3 separate regions of the Mus musculus genome follow, and regions 2 and 3 are each linked to region 1. A link is a contact called in public promoter capture Hi-C data. All regions are on one chromosome and are shown on one strand. The core of a region is the stretch at or near the end of the contact, and the rest is flanking DNA. Distances in the headings are between cores, read along the strand shown. Region 1 holds the start of Trp53bp2 (transformation related protein 53 binding protein 2). Region 2 holds the start of Ccdc185 (coiled-coil domain containing 185). Region 3 overlaps Enah (ENAH actin regulator).

What was found. Promoter capture Hi-C pulls out the DNA fragments that hold promoters and counts their contacts.
Region 2: a contact with region 1 is called in a promoter capture Hi-C map of embryonic stem cells, with 5 times the contacts expected there. The contact joins the promoter of Ccdc185 here to the promoter of Trp53bp2 in region 1. A contact is called at or near these places in 5 of 39 promoter capture datasets (embryonic stem cells, hippocampal neurons, liver and 1 more) and 1 of 9 other capture datasets (macrophages).
Region 3: a contact with region 1 is called in a promoter capture Hi-C map of embryonic stem cells, with 5 times the contacts expected there. The contact joins the enhancer-like site here to the promoter of Trp53bp2 in region 1. A contact is called at or near these places in 16 of 39 promoter capture datasets (the 3T3-L1 cell line, the C10 cell line, cranial neural crest and 10 more), 2 of 115 datasets of contacts at active chromatin or transcription factors (astrocytes and bone marrow-derived macrophages) and 2 of 9 other capture datasets (embryonic stem cells and macrophages).

Annotation. Positions count from the first base shown.
Region 1 is chr1:182,406,731-182,411,109 of GRCm38.p6, forward strand. It overlaps Trp53bp2 (transformation related protein 53 binding protein 2), which reads left to right and starts at 2,437. Exons shown (of 18, transcript NM_173378.2): 1 at 2,437-2,720. The coding sequence starts at 2,694.
Region 2 is chr1:182,747,288-182,751,618 of GRCm38.p6, forward strand. It overlaps Ccdc185 (coiled-coil domain containing 185), which reads right to left and starts at 1,893. Exons shown (of 1, transcript NM_001033547.2): 1 at 1-1,893. The coding sequence starts at 1,835.
Region 3 is chr1:181,898,825-181,903,017 of GRCm38.p6, forward strand. Enah (ENAH actin regulator) reads right to left here. Exons shown (of 15, transcript NM_010135.3): 15 at 1-4,193. Among named protein-coding and RNA genes, the nearest start is that of Gm33669, 22 kb to the left of the region's middle. Within about 2 kb of position 2,202, at least 5 of the 459 cell types and tissues checked have an H3K27ac peak or open chromatin away from gene starts, as enhancers often do. A contact at or near this core is called in embryonic stem cells, where this site is marked.

The DNA.
Region 1 (4,379 bases), core at 1,187-3,686:
GGTTTAATGCTACTATGATTTAAAAAAAAAAATCCCTCAACTATAAACATAGCTGCTATTTGGCATCTGGAAATTCTCAGTTGGCTGGAATGAGTTTCAGGAGAAACTGCCAGCAACCATCCCCTTTCTCTCCCTTCCCGTGGGCAGGGCATTTGTGCAAACAGCAGTAAAAACAAACAACTGGAGTTTATTAGTCACATTCTTCGCTCCTTGCTTCTATTTCCACCGAAATCATTTTTATTTAACTTCTAATGATTTATTTATGCTTATTTCATGTGAATTCGTGTTTTGCCTGCATATATGTCTGTGTGCACTTACACAGACAAAATTATTATTGTTGTTGTTATTATTTAACCAACCCAGTGTTGCAGTGCTCATATTAAACATAATGTACTGTTGTATGCAGTCAGTTTTCTGGTAGTAATGGGGTAAGTGTCCCATTCCTTGATCCACTGAGAACTGGAGCATTAATGAACAATAGGAATTCTTTTACTGAGCTGGGCAGTGATGGTGCACACCTTTAATCCTAGCTCTTAGAAGGCAGAAGCAGGTGGATCTCTGTAAGTTTGAGGACAGCCTGGTCTATGAGTTCCAGGACAGCTAAGGCTACACTGAGTGACATTACCTAGAAAAACTAAACCAATCAACCAACCAACCAAAAACCAAACAACAACACAAAAAGAGTTTTTTTTTTTTTTTTTTTTTCTTGTTCTTTTCTTTTTTTCTTCTGGGTGACTGTATGTAGACTGGTTTTATTGTCCATTCAGCTTTGTTTTGTTCATTGATGGATCCACAGTACTTAGAAGACCTACAGTATTTTGATACATTTTACTGAGTAAGTCAAGGTGTGGACTTCCTTTACTTAACCCAGGGTAATTCTAGTTGTATCAGTTTTAATTTCATGTTTAGATAGAGTAGCTGGGATGATAGAGTAGCTGGGATGATGTTAACTGGGAGTTGGATGATTCTTTTTTTTGGGTAAGGGATATGTTAAAATAAAAAAATAATTATTCTTTTATTTGTTGTTTATTTATTTGGAGACAGAGCATGTAGCCCAGGCTGGCCTCAGACTCTTGATACGTCCTGCCTCAGCCTTCTAGTGCTGGGACGACAAACAATAAGTGCTCATTCTTTCTGTTGTGCTTTGTATTAAAACCAGGAGTTTATTCATGTTAAACACTCTATCACTAAACTATGTCTGACTCCAGGGACCCCCCCCCCCCCGTTTACATTTTGAGACCTATTCTGCTAAAGCTGCCCTGGGAACCCTTAAATTTGGGATTTTCCTGCCTCAGCATTCTGAGTACCTGGGGATATAGATCTGTGCCACACACAGGTCAATTTATATTTAATTTTTATAAAAGTGTCATTTGAGGTAAGGTCTTACTCTTTCAGCTCAGGCTGGCCTGGAACTCACTGCAATTCTCCTGGCTCAGCCTCCCAAGCGCTGAGATTACTAGTGCACGCTACCACATTCAGCTGGCTCCATTCTTGAAGCTGTATACATTCTGGTGCTTCATTTCATTTCGTTTTGGGGACTCTTCTGTCCTCTGATTCCAAATGAGCTTGCACGGGTTACTTGACGTGAAATGAGCTTCGTGGAGTTAGTGTTCCTGAAGCCTATGTCTCTCTGGATAATGGACTCGACTATCTGCCTCCCTATCAAAGCGAACTACTGCCAATTTCCCAGCGTGAGCTTCGACGGCTCCAAAAAATGGTCCTTGTGTTAAAAGTGTTTACAGGTCGTGATGAGCTGAAGAGCGCCCCAGAAAGCTGTTTTTACCCATTTTCAAATCCTTTGAGCGTGCTGTTCAAAACACAGGGAACCCCCCCACTTCTCAACACTGAAGGGCTTTTCCCTTCTTACATTATAGAAGTAACAGGCCATTCAGAGGGGGGTCTTGGACATCGCCTGAGGGATGAGGACAAATCCGAGAGCGCCTTCTGTCAGGAACGTGCTCCGGCCCGGCGGACTCGCAGGTCTCCATCTTGTGGGGCGCTCGGATCCCTCAGGGCGCCCTGAGTCAGGTGTGTGAGGCGGCGCCGCCCAGGCCCCTCGGCGTCCGGCGCCTTGTGGCTGGTTCATGGTTCCTAAGGCAAAGGGCTCAACTCTCTTGAGCAACTCGGAACCGCCAAGGAGGTGAGGGACACAGCCCTGGGCTCCATCCCCGCGTTTTACGATTATTGTTCTCCTGCGGCGCCGCCCTCCCGTGCCTTGGCTCCGCCTGGAGGCGCGTTCAGGAGCAGCTCCGCCGCCTGCATCTTCCTCCCTCGGAGCAAAGGTTCCCGCCCCCTCTGGCACCGCCCCCAGCATCTGCGCATGCGCCTTCGCCGCCCGGTTGGCGCTCCGCTCCCCCTTACCTCAAGCCTTGGGGCGCGCCGCGGGCGGGGCTTCGTGGGGGGCGGGGCCAGCGCGCCTCGGTGGGGGCCCGGCCGGGATTAGTTGGTTTCGGCGAGAAGGAGGAGGAGGAGGTGGGAGTCGCGAGCGCCGAGACAAAGCCGCGTCCCGGAGACGGGCGAGGGGATTGGGCCCCGGACTCGGTGGCGTCCCGGTCCGCTGAGGGGACTCCAGCGCCGCTGCCTCGCAACAGGTCGGCCGCCGGGCGCGCGGCCTCGTTCTCGCTTGGCTTCCCCGGGCCCGCGACCCTCGGGTCACTTCTGCTCGGCCAGGCCGCCGCCAGACCCCCGCTTCCATGCGGTTCGGGTCCAAAATGATGCCGGTAAGCGGGTGGGCGTGCTGGGGCCCGGAAGTGTACAGGGCGGGGGGGCCGGGTCAGCGGAGCCGGTGGAGCTTCGGGCTTCGAGGCTCTGAGGCTCCGTCCCTCTGGGTCCCCGCGACGGTCGCGATGCTGCCCCGCAGGCAGTGCGGCAGCCCGGGCCGCTGCTCCAAACTTTGCTTCTCGGATGAGACCTTTGGGGAAGCTTGTTTTGAAGGTCAAGAGCCGGGGAACCTTGTTCTTAGCCTATTTCTTTGAATTGTTTTGAGGCTTTTTACTGAAGTGAAGCATAGCGCTTGAAAAGGCTTGCCTTTCTTTTTCTTTCTGCCAGTTTTTTTTTTTTTTAACTTGAATTTCGATCTGATGTTGGTGATAGCAGCCATGTCACCCTATCTATCTCTTTGTGGAAACAGGTTTTAGTAAATGCAGCCTTGAAAGTTTTAGTTCAGAGGAAAACTTCAGTGCCCCGCTCCCCCAGCTTTTTTTCTGCAAGACCTCTAAGAAAGATGAGTGAATTCTTTTGGCATCTGACTTGGCCAGCGTCACAGGTGACTTGCAGGTTGAATGGAGGTGTTTCTGAAAAGCCCCCTTAGCAAGCACAAGATCTGACTGGTTATGGTGGCTCCTGCAGCCGTGTATTTATTTCCTCGTGGGTGTTGTATTTGTTCTCCTCTCAAGCAGGATTAATCGCAGTCAACCTAAGTCCTTTTTTAAAAAATAATTTTTATATATTCTTTGAAAGGTCACGTATTTTAGCCATATCCATCCCTAAACCCCTCATCAACTCACGTTCTTATCGCATCACTTGTTTAAGAAAACAAAACGATAAAAACTTAAAACAACTTAATTTTTTTGCTTTTATAAAATCCAAGAAAGAGTGTTAAAATTTGTGTTTCAATGTTCTATTTTGTTTTGGTTTTTTTGTAATTACACGTGCAGAATATACTATACTGTCTCTTTGCCCCTTTGCGTTGTGGAGGGTGTTCCTAAATTTTTCTAGGTTGGACACATATATAATATTTTGGTTATTAGGTTATTAGGTGGCTTGGGATGGTTACAATTGCTAAGAGTCAAGAAATTTGGAATTACTAGCATTTTGTAACTAATGGTTTAGTCTCATTTATTAAGTTAGGGCTGTGATGTGAATATCTTAAAACGCATACCTTGGTTATGATAGACTGTTTTGTTAACTTTTTTATTCCTGTGTTTTTATCTCACTGTTGTGAAAAAACCTTTGCAGCTTGCCATCAGCTTCCCCTGAACAGAGAAAGGAAAAGAATAGGTGGTTTTAATTGCAGGATGATTTCTTCCTGAAAGATCAGTTTAAATCAAGGTATCCTTTGTTTTTTTTTTTTTTTTTTTTTTTGTTTTATGTAGGGGTGTTTTTCTCCAAACCACATAGCAGATGATCAGAATTCTTGTAAAAAGTTATTGAATCTTGGGACTAAAGTCACTTCAGCAAGTCTGGTGGCTTTGACTGCTTTCCTGGTGTCAGAGTAGACTTACTAGGAAAGGTGTAGTGTGCATGCTATTCTAGCTTTGAAATTTGATGCGCTTTGGAATTTTGCACAGCATTAGTGATCCCAGATGTTTAAGAAAAATCTGTCTCTCATCTTCATCATCTGTATCTTGGGGGTGATACAATGCCAATTCTCAGGGTGC
Region 2 (4,331 bases), core at 643-3,142, 340 kb after region 1:
AGCTGGGGCTCTGCTGCCACCTGGTCAAAGCAGCGGTTTATCTTGGAGGACGCGGGACCCTTCTGATACTCCTGGAAGATGGGATCTTTCCCTGAGGTCATCTGCGCTAACCTTTGTTCCTTCTTCTTGATGGCTTCCTTGATGCCCTTGATGTGACACTTCTCCTCCTTCTCCGCTGTCAGCTTCAAGATATGATGGTTCCTCTCGCGCAGGATGTTCAGCTCCTGCAGGTGCTGCGCCCTGTCCCTGGTGGTCTTGTGCGCATGACTCCTGGCCTGCCTGCTCTTCTGTTCAGCCAGCTCTGCCAGCACCCGCTTGCTCACTTGGAGCAGCTCCTCTGCCTCCTCGGCATGCCATCTCCTTCTCTGGAACTGCTCTGCCTCAGTCTGGGCCTTTGCCTGCTGCTCTCTGTGCCTCTGCTCCTTCACCAGACCCTTTTGGATGTCCTGGTAGCTCTGGGAGCTCTGGGAACTCTGCTCCAGCGACAGCTTCCTGAGGAGTTCCTCCGCCTTGGCCTGGCAGTCCATGAGAACCTTGCGGGCCTGGAAGTTGACAACCGTGCTCAGGTTGCTCTCCTGGAGCTTCTTCGGGCTCTCCATCATCACATGCTCCCTCTTGTGACCCGCTATCTCCAGCCTCTTCTGCAGCTGCAGCCTGTTCAGGTCCCGAACACTCTGCAGCACCCTCTCCTGCTCCCGCAGACTCTGCACTTGGCACTGTTTGAGATGCTCGGCCTGCGCTTGCACCTTGTCCATCTTGGCCAGGCCTCGGATCTCCGGGTTGTCAGCTTGAACCATCCACTCACTCTCGTTCTCTGACCGAACAGCGCTCCTTGCCTGGCGGTCGCGCCGCGGTCCCTGCTGCTTGTAACCCTGGTGAGGCTGCTCATGGCCATGGCCCCTCTGAGGCTTGTGCTGTTCCCTCTGTCCTTGCCATTGCTCCTGGCTCTGCAGCAGCAGCAGCTTGCGCTCTCTCTCGAGGGTCAAGTGAACTTTCTGGTCTGAGCGCTTCAGCTCTTCCCAGGCGACTGCAGCCTGTTGCTGCAGCTCTCGCATCCTCTGGGCCTTCTTGAGCCTGCTCAGCACCAGGGCCAAGATCTTCTGGTCCCTCAAAGATATAACCGTCTCGTCCAGCTTGCTCTTGAGGACCTGAGCGTGCTGGCTACTCTTCTCTTTGCAGGAGGCAGAGGGACAGTCATACTTGTTTAAGGACTCAGTCAGGTCGCGGTTACTCCTATTCTGGGTGGATTGCTTACATAACTCTAGGGAGTGAACAGAGGACTTGTCGGTGAGAACCGAGGAAGGAGACCAGAGACCTACACGTCTGCCCACCGGCACTGCCCACCGGTCTCCAGGGTGTGTGTTTTCTACAAGCAACGTTCCAGCATTCGGGGGACTGAAAGCTTCCCGGATGTACTGCAGGGATGAATCTCCCCGGGCTGCAGGGTAGCGCGGGCTGGGTTGATCCCGTGGCGGCTGCTGCTGCTGCCAGGTTCTGCTGGACTTGGTTGGTGCCTCCCCGCAGGCTCCTTCCAGGCAGAGGCTGCCGGACCTGTGCTTCCTGGCTCGGTCCGAGGGTCTTCGGGCCACGTATGTCAGGCTGTGGCTTTCTCGTGGCAAGGTCATATACCCACGCCGGCGGGACCGCCCAGTGGGCGAACACTTTGGGTGCACCCAGGGCACCTCGGTCTCGATCTCGGCGCCAGGAGTCTGGGCCCAGGGACTCAGAGACAACTCAGACCAGCCCAGCTGGGCTGCGAACTCCTGCTCTCCAGCTAGCAAGGGTTCCCCGAGCTCCCCATAGGACCGTGGGGAGAAGAGATGGAAACCGGCCATGCTCCCTTCCCGGCTGGCCCAGAGTCTACAGAAGGTCGACGGACCTTCAGGGGGCCACTGCAGACACCCAGCCCACGCTCAGATCCTGTGATCCATGTGGCCTGTGACGCTCCTGCCACTTCACAATGCATCCTGGTGCCATCTGGTCTTTAAAGGCCTCAGTGCACCTGGCCTTTGATGAGCTGGCTGGAAGTCTAGGAAACAAGGGTGGTGTATAGAATCGTGACAGCATCAGTGTTTCCATTAGTGGATTGTGGAAGCTCCAGGCCAAGGGCTCCAACTTAAAGAGTTTAGTGGGAGAGAGGGGCAAAGTGTAGTGTTGAGGAAGGGGGATTTTGCTTGTCCTTTGGAGTCACGTCTCTATTTTTATGTTTGTTCTATGTGTGTCTGTGAGGATGGACATGTAGAAGCCATGACTGGTGTGTGGGCAGCTCAGGACAGCTTGTAGGCGTTGGTTCTTTCTTTACACCATCTGAGTCCCAGGGATCGAATGTAGGCTTTGAGACAAGTGCCCTTACCTGGCTAAGCAGCTCACCAACCTCACTAAGCCTTCTGTGCATGTAAGGTGTGGAAAGGAAACGGTCCCTGAAGCACACTGGTCTGAGCCTTAGCAAGCCCAAGGGATGCTTTCACAGTTACCTTTGTGAACTTTAGAACAGCAACAAGCAATTCTGGTTTTCCTCTAATGTGTAAATTACAGCTTTTTTTTTTTTTTTTAGAAATCAAAATATGAATTTTGTCTGCACTGTTTTCAAATAGCCCCTCGAAGATTTCATTTATTGGCCATTTGTCTCCCCCCCCCCAACTTTTGTGAGATCCCCCCCCCCACCTTGCCAAAGGGCAAGTGACTGGATCTTCTGCTTTCAGCCCTGTGATGTTGAGCGCATTCCTCCCATGAGCCCAAGTTCTGGAAAGCTGGGCTACTTTGAAGGCGAGGTGAAATGAAGTGTGTGGAACACCTGCCACCAGAATGCAGTCAATAAATGGTGTCCTACTAAGTTCCAGTTAAAGCTTTTAACACTTAACTGTATTTAAAAGTTCTTCTGCAGACTTCTAGCTGAAAAGATGTACTAGATTCATGTAATTTTAACCCAGTTTGGGTAAAATGTCAGAAAAGTGACTCTCAGGTTCTGTCGGGTCAAGCTAAGACTGGGTTTACCCTCCTCTAGGGTTGCTATGGTCTGAATATATGCCTCCAAACTGCACGTTTTGGCATTAAACCACCATGATGGTGGACCTCAGGGTCAGGCCATGATGGTGGAACTAAGGGTCTGGGACCATCCACAGATGATTGATCCGTGAGGGCAGAGCCCCTGTAAAAGACGTTGGTAAACTTGTTCCACAACATCATTCCAGTTTGTAAGAACAGCTTCAATATGCTGTGAGGCAGAAGGCGGGAGCAGGCAGACCAGGACAGCGCTAAGTATGATTTGGTTGGGACTCGCTGGCAAATGTGTGGTCCGAGGGAGCAATGTGAACAGCAGATTTCCCTTGATTTGGGTTAGAAGTAGGAGACTTGATAGTGGTCAGGACTAAAGTGACTTCAATCAAGTCAGAGTGTACCTGGTCTATCTCACAGCAATATCAAGGATGCCTGGTACCCATGGTACAACTTGTAAAAGTCTTCCTATTGGCTTATTCATGAAGATACGCTCCACCTGTGGATCTGAGGCCACCTCCTCACTAACTATAAATGCAGCCCTATATAAAATGGCTAACTTAAAACTTTATTGTGTGTTTGTTTGTGTGTGTGTGTGTGTGTGTGTACTCCATTAACCAGTTATCAAGTATCCGCTTTGTAGATGACAATGTTGTGCCACAAGGTCAAAAGCTTTTACATGCTTGAAAGCCTTAAAGACCATGTGAGGCAGCCAGTCGAGGCTACCCAGGAGCAATCACAGCGGCCGTAACTCAGAATGCCCGTGGTCACTTCACACTACATAGCCCTTATAAAAGGTGGGCCTCAGCGGGTGAAGGTACTCGCTGTCAGGTCTTATATGATGGGTTTGATCTCTGGGACCCACATGGTAGAAAGAACCAGCCAACTCCCACAACATCTGCTCTGGCCTCTACATGCAGACTGTGGCACACTCAAGTATGTGTGTGCACACACAAATATGTGCAATAACAAATATAAAGCTGAGTACTAAAATCATGGCAGGCCACTGTGTCTATGCGTGTGTTTGTGCACTTGAGTGTGCCCCAGTGTGCAGGTGAAGGTCAGAGCACACACAACCACTGTGAAGCAAAGGCCGGCCAGCAGAGTTGCTTTTTCCTTGGGCTTGTTTTTATGTGGGTCATCGGGAGGAAGGCTTGGCCACACCCTCTCTGAGGGAAGGTCTCTTCTTCACAGTTAATCCTTCCTGACTAGCAAATGCAACACCGAACCAGAAACAATGTCTGAGACGCACTGGTGAAACACAATGAGAAAGCTTTCTGAGGGGCCGGAAGAGAGGGCTCTGGGCCTTAGAGCACACCACACCTGCATCTCCACAT
Region 3 (4,193 bases), core at 952-3,451, 510 kb before region 1:
GGAGAAATGGCTCAGCCATTAACAGCACTTTGTGTGTATTTTCAGAAGCTCCAGCATCCAAAGGGTAGCTCACTACTGTCTAGAACTCCAGTTCCAGGGGATCTGATGCCCTTCTTTGACCTCCAAAGGCAGCAGGCACATGTGTGGTGCACAGATATATACATGGAGGTAAAACACCCATATGCATACAGAAGAATTCTGTTTTCTTGGGTGAAATAACAGACTGATCACAGCTTGAGGACATGTGAATGAAGAAACTCAAACTACATCCCAGAAGTAGAAGGGACCTTACACACATGTAATCTGGCAGAGTCCCAAGTCAACGGCTGGGTGCCTCAGGGCTCACATCCACAGTTAAACAGGAGCACAGAGACAAGATACACATCTGAGATGTCTCACAGGAACCACAGATGCCCAAGTTCACTGTCAGCAAATGAAGCAAGGTGTCCAGAGTAAGTAGACAAACTCCTGAAACTGCTCCCTGCCCTTGTGGTCAACAGAAATTGTATCTAGACTTTAACCTGTCCCTACCACCACCACCTAAATATTGAGACCTTCCTAATTACCTTTCTGAGATACAGTTTTCCCAGGCAAAGCGCAAAGCTGGTACCACACACTACGCAACAAGGTTGGTCCCCAAAGGGCTAAGCCAACTTAGTTCTACTCCTGATACACAAGAGAGGCCTGGTGGCTTTGGCATCATGTAGGGCTTGTGGTTTAAAGACAACCGCCCCACCCCCAAACAGACAGACCTCAGAACTGAGGATCAAAATACTCAGAGAAATTCCAGAAGTTAGAATATCAAATGCCAAAACTCACCTAGGTGAAACTTGGCCATGGAATGACAATCTTCTATGTCTCTACTAAAAGAAGTTTAAAATCTTAAAAACAACAAAACAAAAACAAACCAAAACTTTATAGGAAGGCTGGGTAGACAGAATTGACTAGAGAATATTGAATTTCAAACATTTTTTTTTCCTTAGGTATCAAACTTGAAAAAGGTTCCTGTGTTACTTACTTCATGATTAAAGCTGCATTTTGATTTTTTCAATACTAGGGACCTCATACACACTGTGTATTCCCACCACAACAGGGATGAATCCCAGAGCCAGACTCGATGCACACTTCTTTCCCTGGGGTTTTATTTCCTTTGCGACACCCAGCGCCGGCTAACACCCTATCTATCGGCAACATCACTCACTGCCTGTATTAGACATGTAATTTTCTTTTGAAGGAGTCTGTTTCTACTGCTAAGGACATCTTTCTGGACTCAGAAGGGGGCAGCTGAGACATATTTACGGGCTAAATGGAGACTGTCACTTACAAATAGCTCTTCAATGAAGTGCATGGACATTTCTAACTTTTATTAGAATGTGAAATTCTTTTAACTCTGTTTAATTTTTGTTTAGAAAAGGCTGGATTTAGTGATGAGTTCACCATGCTCTTGAGTTTCCTAACTCAAGAGAGTCAAGTACTCCTCCCTCTCCGCTCTTATCTGGGCCTCCTTTATCCAGGAATCCTGGGGTTCCACACCAAAAACTTCTAAAAGCTCTTTATTGGAATACCCAGTAAGCTTCAAACTAGGTAGGGTGTGGTGACTGATCTCTGGTTCAAGCACTTAACCAAAGCTTCAGTTTTCAGTTATTCTCTATGTTAATGAGCAAGCACTGGAAACCTACAGGTGCTCAGGGAGTTCTACAACAGAGCATCTATAACCGAAGGGAAACGCCCTTTCCCAAACCCTCTCCTCCTCACACAATCCCTATCTTTACAATTTCAACAAATAGAACCAATGATTGTAGAAAATTCTTTTTAACATCAAGTCACAGTAACCAAGTCACTTTCTACCCTTCAGTGACGGTTGCTTTACAAATTAACATAGTTCATACTTCAACAATTTTCAAATTTATCCTAAAGCCCCATCTTCCTTATGTGAGGTATTCATTAATATTGTACCGATAGAAGGCCCCTGTCTGTAAATGGTAATTTTACTGTACCATTTTACTTTCTTTTCTAATCAACTAATCAATCTTAATGTTTAAATTTTGAATCTTTCATTGTTCCAGCATTAAGATATAAAGAAAAAAAAAAGGGGGGGGGCAGGGCTAGAAAGCTAGCTGAATTGGAAGAGTGTCTGCCTCCCTTGCAAGCACAAGGTCATCAGTTAAGATTCCAGAATCCATGTAAAACAGAGCAGCTGGGCGTGGTGGTACAAGCTAGGCAACCCAGCAGCAAGCAGCAGACAGGATCTCCTGAGGCTCACTGCCAGCAGGTCTAGCTGAATTTGTGACCCTGTCTCAAAGCAGGTGGGTGCCAAGGTTGAACACTGGTTTCTACATGCTCATTCTCACATTCACCCACAAAGAGGCTTTAGAAAGAAGCTTGGTACTTCAAAAAGCCACCAAGGTAAACATAAGGGAACAAGATTTAGTGCAGAGCCTATTTTGATGTTGGGAATAGAAAGACTATATCATATCCCCGCCCTCAACCCCAAGAATATTTGGCATAAATAAATGGCTTCTCTTGAGAGATTGACGATTTTAGTTTCTCAAACAGGCGTATGCTTAACTGAAAGCGATTCCTGTACGTACATGTTCTCCAGGATCTTCACATGAAGTACTGACCAGAATAACTGTTTAGTCAGATTCTTTAAAATACAACAAGTTTTGATTAAAAAAAAAAAAAAAAAGGAACTGAACTTATAAAACAGTAAATGCCTCTCACCAAAGAGTCACAGAGCTCTGGGGAGATGATCAGATACCAATTGTATTAAAAACAAAAATGCCGTCACCAGAACAGGTTGAGTCTGGAAGTGAAAACTATTCTGCCTTTGGAAGTGGGCTTTCTAGTGTGATAAAGGGACAGACACCCCCCTACACTCTGCTTTTTATGTTCATCTTGAGTTCCTTTATGCTCCGCGTTTTTATGCTTACGACCCATAGGATTTTACTGATTTGTTTTAGACACGGTTTCTCTATGCATCCCAGCCTGACATCAGATCCACAATCCTCCTGTTTCTGTCTCCAGGATGCTGGATTACAGATACGCCCATAGGATTAAAGACCGTGGTAAAGGGCTTAAGTAATTCTCATGGCGACAAGAAATCAAACAGTTCCTGCAGCCCTGCCTGGCAAGCCCTGAATCGTACAAACATGAATTCTTCACAGCCTCACTGCAAAGATGGGCAAAAGTTAAGAGACAGTAATTTTAGCTAAGCAAATGGAAAAGCTTAGGACTTGCTACTTAATTCATTTTCGAATTTAAGTGACTTTAATTTGTAGATAAAGCAGGAGTGTAAGTTGGAACCAAAAGAAAAATCAGCTGGCTGTCTTCACAACAGTGAGCAACACAAGGTGGTTGCAAATGCAAATTAATGCCAGGAACAGGAAGCACAAAGAGGACGGAGGAGCTTGGGAGAGATGCCGAGGTCTGATAAAGGGGGAAAGACACACACACACACACACACACACACACACACACACACACACACACACACACACACACACACAGAGACACACAGACACAGACACACACACACACACACACACACAGACACACAGACACACACACACACACACACACACAGACAGAGTTGTACTTCTAATGAGGAAATTACAAGTTTGGAAAATGGAACTTTGTAATAGATAAAGGTGCTGAGACATATATATAAGTATATATAAAAAGCCAACATAAAGAGATCACTGTAGAGGGTACAGACTGCTACATTTAAAGTTAATTACTTGGCAATATCCTTTAATATGCAAATTACATAAAGAAAAAAAATGAACCGTGTAAATGAAGTGAAATATATATATGACTGTGTTATAGGACAAAAGAATGGAGTAAAACACTTTTCACCACATTGACTACAAGCTGTGCTGGGAGCATGTAAGACAGAAGAGGCACACAGCGCTTACTGCAAAACAAAAGGTAGAAAGATCATTACATATTCCCTTCGTGTTTTCCACTACGCCAGACGTGGATGAAATCTTTAAAGAACAGTGACATGATGTTTAAACTGTAAACAGTGAAACCCTGGGCTTCCTAAGGTGCTGATTTCACACCCAGTATCACTTGGTTTGGAATTAACACATCATTGCAGAAGACCATCTAAGTGTCACAAACAAGAAACATGCACATACTGCAATTTTATTTCAATCGCACAAATGAAGTTAGTGTGTAGGAGAGTTAAC